Regions from separate parts of the Mus musculus genome. Here region 1 is linked to region 2. A link is a contact called in public capture Hi-C data. All regions are on one chromosome and are shown on one strand. The core of a region is the stretch at or near the end of the contact, and the rest is flanking DNA. Distances in the headings are between cores, read along the strand shown. Region 1 overlaps Ube2q2 (ubiquitin-conjugating enzyme E2Q family member 2). Region 2 has its middle 18 kb from the start of Tmem266.

Region 1 (2,930 bases), core at 86-2,585, 140 kb after region 2:
AAAAAATTACCACATCTATCCTAACAATATTAATTACCAAAACACAAAGGATGATTCAAAATCAGGCCATTTTTCTTACATAATTCACAAATTAACTTGGATATCTACACTGTTGTCCAATCTACACCCAGGAAAAACAAGACAGACTTCAAGTTCAGGATATATTGTAAGTAAAAAACAAAACCATGGACCCTCTAGAAAATAAAACCTGAACAGTTAGAAAAATTAAACATTTTTCTCATCTTTCTTTAGGCTCCACTAAATTACAAAAGAATAAACATTTTATAAATACAAAAATTTGAAAAGCAAAAGGGACTTATGAGGAGCAATAAAACACCATTTCCATTAGATGACTGTAAATAGGAGCTGTGATCAGTGAAGCTCACAAGTGCAAGTACAGGTCAGGAGACAGCAGTGACCAAGGAGAGATCTGCAAAAAGCACCCTCAATTCAGAGGCTCCAGACTCAAGACACCAAATACACTGCAACAGGAGCAGCAGGCAGGATGGAAACCTACAGACTAACCAAAAGCCTGCCTGCAACACACACCACACAGCCCTCAAATGCTCTGCATTCCCCACCTCCTTAAGTAGAACCCAGGAGATTATCTGTCAGACAAAATGTCATCTGCAGAGAAACTGGAGCCATCTTTTACCCTGTACTAACAAGTGGAAAAGTAGGGGGAAGAGTGGTTGGGAATCAACATAAACTCCCCCTAAAGCTATCAGGTGACAAGTGTTGGCTACAAGGAACTCCACATCATTTATTTGGCACAAATGAAGAAAGGTATGTTTAAAAAACATCAAAATACAAATGAGTAAAGATAGGACACAAAAATACTTGAGAACAGGCTTTACAATATATACAAGACAAGATGAAACTGAGAAAATATATAGCAAATAAAAAAATACAGATGCTAAACAGGCCAAAGTGCCACAATAAGCTGGTTTATGATTCTACCACATCTATATGACCTGTACAGAATGCTAGGAAGAAGGGACAATCAGAGAGCTCTTAAGCTCAGGCTCACATTCCGAGACTGGACATGACTCCCTCCTCCAGATGAATCACACCACCAGGCTTAAAGCCTAGGACTCACAGCCCACAGTGAACCTGCGCTGGCTTGGAGAATGATTCAGCTCACAAACCCCTCACTGGCGTGCTCCAGGTTTAAGCCTTAAGAATGCCCAGCAACTTAAGCTGGGCATTGGTAGATAAAGGAGTTCAAGGCCAGCCTGATCTACAGAGTGAGTTGCCAAACAGCAAGGGCTACTACTCAGAGCAACCCTGTCCTGGAAAAAAAAAAATGCCCAGCAACTTCCCCTCTTGTATCCTTGAAGAGTTCTGACTGAAATTCTGAGGAAACAGAAGCCTTATGAAGAGGCCCTTCAGGATGATGTCATGTACAGAAAAAATGCCAGGCAAAGAAACACTAAAGATGCCAGATACATGAAGAGTGGGGGAAAAAGGAAGCCATGTGTGAACACTTGAGAGCTGTTCGAGATAAAGATCACACTAGTTGTCCACAGCCATACTATCGCGAGTGTGCACCTGACTGCACACAACAGTCACCAAATGAAACCAATAGATACTCAGCTAAGCCTAACTAATCCATCCAATCGCAACAATTACTATTTTAAGGCATTAAGATTTTTTTGTTTTAATCTTTTGAGACAGGGTCTCACAGTACAGCTTTGACTGGCTCCAAATTCAAGAGATGCGTCTGTTTCTACTTCTCAAGTGCCAGGATTAAAGGTGAGTACTACCATCCATCCCCAGCCTGTTTGGGGGTTCTGAGACTGAGTCTTCATTTGTAGGACAGGCTGGCCTCAGCCTCCCGTGTGCCACCACATCCAGCTCTAAGCCATTAAGTTCTGAGAAAATAGGGTAAACATATACAATAAAAACAAAACTTCAGGGCTAAAGAGATGGCTCAGTGGTTAAGAGCACTTGCTGCTCTTGTAGAAGCCTACTGTTTGATTGTTAGCACCTAATGGCAGCTAACAACATCTACTTCCAGGGACTACCAAGATTCTCTACTGTTGCATGTGGTGCACATACATGTAGGCAAAACACTCATACACATATTTTTTAAAACCTTAAAACTTATTATTGTCCGTGTGAAATAGAAAAAAGTTGACAGTACAGCAAAATTTTAAAAGAAAGAGAGAAAAGGTAAGTTGGTTCAGTGGATAAAGGTGCCTGTAGCCAAGCCTGACCACCTGGGTTTGATCCTGGGACTCAGATGGTGGAGAGAACCAATTCCTGCAAGTTGTTCTCTGACCTCCATAAAAGTGCCACCAACGTTCATACCAACACACACACACGCATATACAAATAAAAATAAAATAAAATTAAGAAAAAGAATATAATACAATAGATGTAAAGACTCAAACCAAGAGGTCTAAAAATCTAAAAGCAGCCCAGCATTGACGATACAGCCTGTAATTCTAGCATTCAGGATAAAGACAACCATCAGCCTCAGCTACATATGGTTTTTGAAATCTGCGCCTAAAGTGTACAAGACCATGTCTCCAAAACGTAAAAACAAAATTGAAAAGTCCAGTTAATAAACTCCAAAACAAACAAAATAGACAAGCAAAGTTAACACACAAAAATATGTACCAAAACTCAAGACTCAAATTTGGAAAGGGACACAGCCTTACTCAACGTCCAGCGCAATGAAAGAGAAAAGATCCTGAGTTAAGGACACTGCTGCAGTGCATTACACCAAAGAAAGCACAAATTCCCTGAAGCTTCCAAAGAAAAATCATACATAAGATTCCGGGTGGCATCAGCTTCAGCTACGCCACTGGCTAGAAGACAACAGCATAGTTATTTGAAATTCTTAGGCAAAAATTTCAGCCTAGATTTATTATTCACTCAAACACTGAGTGAAAGAGAACACAACAGCAGCTGATACTGAGGCC
Region 2 (2,823 bases), core at 28-2,527:
TGAAGGGGACTCAAACTGTCTTGGAGAAAAATGAAAGCCTGGTTACTAGTAGGTCTCTTGATTTAGGAAGTCTGACTGGGACTTCCTATACAAGCACAAACACCATAAGCCACATGCTCAGGCTCCTCCCAACTTGAGAGAGCTGTGACAGACGTTGTGGTGGAGGAAAAGGAGAGGGCTGGCAGAAGGGTCCTTACAGTAGGCACAGATCCATGTGCATGAACTACAACTGTCATCTGTGCCACCCAGAAAATGAAGGGTCTCCCAGGAAGAATTGGAGTGGACTATAGAAGGCTACTCTTTGTCCATTGCCTTCAGACACTATCAAGGATAACTATGGCTAGGGTTATTTTGCTGCAAGTGGGAAGTGAGGCGTTTCCCAGGAGGCAGGAACTACTTACTTAAGCTTGGGTGACAGCAGTGCAGAGTCACAGGTGAAGGCCTTGGGGGCTTCCTAGAGAGCAGCTCAAGAATCCTAAGTAGTCGAAGGGCCAAACGGCTGGCATCTACAAGTACTGGATGGAGGAGAGGCTAAGGAAGGTGTGATAGTTTGTATATGCTTGACCCAGGGCGTGGCACCAGTAGGAGGTGTGTCCTTGTTGGAGTAGGTGTGTCACTATGAATGTGGGTTTTAAGACCCTCAGCCTCGCTGCCTGGAAGCCAGTCTTCCCCTAGCTGCTTTCAGAACAAGATGTAGAGCTCTCAGCTCCTCCTACACCATGCCTGCCTAGATGCTGCCAAACTCCTGCCTTGATGATAACGGACTGAACCTATGAACCTGTAAGCCAGCCCCAATTAAATGTTGTCCTTTATAAAAGTTGCCTTGGTCATGGTGCCTCATCAGAGTAATGGAGACCCTAAGACAGAAGGCATGGTGGCTAGTTTTATGTCAACATGACATAAGCTTAGAATCATTTTGGAAGAGGGAATCTCACTTAAAGAAAATGCTTCCACCAGCTTGCCCTGAAGGCAAGTCTCTGGTATATTTTCTTGATTTATGTGGAAAGTCACAGCTTACAGTAGGTGGTGCCACCTCTTGGCTGGTGATCCTGGATGGTATAAGATAGCAGGCTAAGCAGTCATAGGGAGCAAGCCAGTAGGCAGTGTTCCTCCATGGCCTCTGCATCAGTTTTTGCCTTCAGGTTCCTGCCCTAACTTTCCTGAAAGAGGAGCTACAAGCTGTAAGGCGAAATAAACCCTTCCTCCCCAAGTTTCTTTTGATCATGTTGTTTAGCACAGCAGTAGAAACCCTGACTAAGACTGGAAGCAAAGAGGAAGTTCTCCGTCCAGGCTGCCGAAATGTGCAGGGAGTGCTGGTGACAAGCACAAAGCGTAGGGATAGTGTATATACCAGACCAGAAGTAGAAAGATTAAAGAAAAATTACCTCTTAAAAAAAGAAAAAGAAAAACCCTTAAAGAACAGATAGAAACACAGCAGGCAAATTCCCTGAATCAGCCCCTTGAGAAGGAATGGCGTCCTTTCAAAACATATGTGGTTCCCAGGAGGTTGTGTCTGGATGGATGAGTGAACATCTCCCCATCTAGGTAAAAATTAAATTTTATAGTACCAGTTGTTTTTCTTGATTTTGGTCACTTGGGATAAAGAGGCAAGGTCCTTTGGGGTTAGGCTCCTGTTTTAAACTATTTTGTGATGCTGTACCTTGCACATGCATGCCATGCCCTGCACCTGGGGAGCTCACCAGGGCTTTGCTTCTCTCTGGGTCCAGCCCCACAGAGCAGGGCTCGCCACTTGCTTGCTATGTTTCAGTCAGGGTTCTTGGTTTCTCGTACAAATCTCGCCTATACTTGCTAGTATAAGACCTTTCCGTTCCTTTGTCCACTGCTGTTCTCTGGTGCCTTTCTGTTCCCACAGCTGACATCCATTGCTTCAGCCCTTTATGAAGGGACATACTATATTTCTCCACAGTCTTCTATCTCCACCCTCCTAAGTATTCCTATAGAACATGCAGGATCTGGGGATGATCGTGTGTCTTGAAGAGATGTGGGATAGGTGATAAAGTGGCTTTAGTGGACTGACATTACAAACTAATGACAACTGAGGATCTGGCAGAGTACAGCCGCAGAAGTCTAAGAGAAACAACAGAACGACAGTGGCTTTCTTGCCTCTTTTTAAAAAACGGCAGTAGAGATCAAATGGAAAGCAGTCAGGAAGCTGGAGAGGTGACTCAGCAGTTATGAGCACTGACTGCTCTTCTAGAGGACCAGAGTTCAGTTTCCAGTACTCACACGGCTGCTGACAACCATCTGTGCCTCCAGTTCCAGGGACACAACCCTCATTGGGCACCCTCCCCACCCCCACCCCCACAGTATGCATACATACATGTAGTAGAAAGACTCCTGTATGAAAAATAGTTGTTTTTGTAAAAACAGACCTTGAGAAAAATGCCAATAATCTGACATTTGTTTAATGTAAAACCTCATGAAAATACCATGTTGACAAGATAGGCAAGTTCTGCTTATATAAACGTGTGTCTTTTTGGTTGTGAGCCTCTCATTTAACAGCTGTGCCATCTCTCCTGCCCACTTTAAAATAATTTTGTAGGAAAAGCTATGCCCAAATACTGCTCGGTTTCAGTTCACTTTTCTTTACCCTCCCCACTCTCCTTCCCACTCATGCAGGGCTGAGGAGCAAACCCAGGATCTCAAGAGTTTGACCTACTAAGCCACACCCCTGCCTGAGTTGTTCATTTCTCAGGGTTAGCAAATAATTGTAATTATAACTAAAATCTGTGAACAAGGTGAAATGACCTTTATAATTCTAATTGCTACAAATGAAACTTTGGTCTCCATTTTAAGGGGATG

The links. Capture Hi-C pulls out chosen DNA fragments and counts their contacts.
Region 1: a contact with region 2 is called in a capture Hi-C map of bone marrow-derived macrophages, with 7 times the contacts expected there. The contact joins two enhancer-like sites. A contact is called at or near these places in 3 of 15 datasets of contacts at CTCF or cohesin (CD8 T cells, embryonic stem cells and large pre-B cells), 28 of 484 Hi-C or Micro-C datasets (ECoMG myeloid progenitors, LSK cells, bone marrow and 7 more), 6 of 115 datasets of contacts at active chromatin or transcription factors (acute myeloid leukemia, bone marrow-derived macrophages, embryonic stem cells and 1 more) and 3 of 9 other capture datasets (adipose tissue, bone marrow-derived macrophages and embryonic stem cells).

What each region holds. Positions count from the first base shown.
Region 1 is chr9:55,169,381-55,172,310 of GRCm38.p6, reverse strand. All of the region lies in intron 3 of Ube2q2 (ubiquitin-conjugating enzyme E2Q family member 2), which reads right to left. Among named protein-coding and RNA genes, the nearest start is that of Ube2q2, 21 kb to the right of the region's middle. Within about 2 kb of position 1,335, at least 41 of the 459 cell types and tissues checked have an H3K27ac peak or open chromatin away from gene starts, as enhancers often do. A contact at or near this core is called in adipose tissue, bone marrow-derived macrophages and macrophages, where this site is marked.
Region 2 is chr9:55,307,110-55,309,932 of GRCm38.p6, reverse strand. No RefSeq gene overlaps it. Among named protein-coding and RNA genes, the nearest start is that of Tmem266, 18 kb to the left of the region's middle. Within about 2 kb of position 1,277, at least 23 of the 459 cell types and tissues checked have an H3K27ac peak or open chromatin away from gene starts, as enhancers often do. A contact at or near this core is called in adipose tissue, bone marrow-derived macrophages and macrophages, where this site is marked.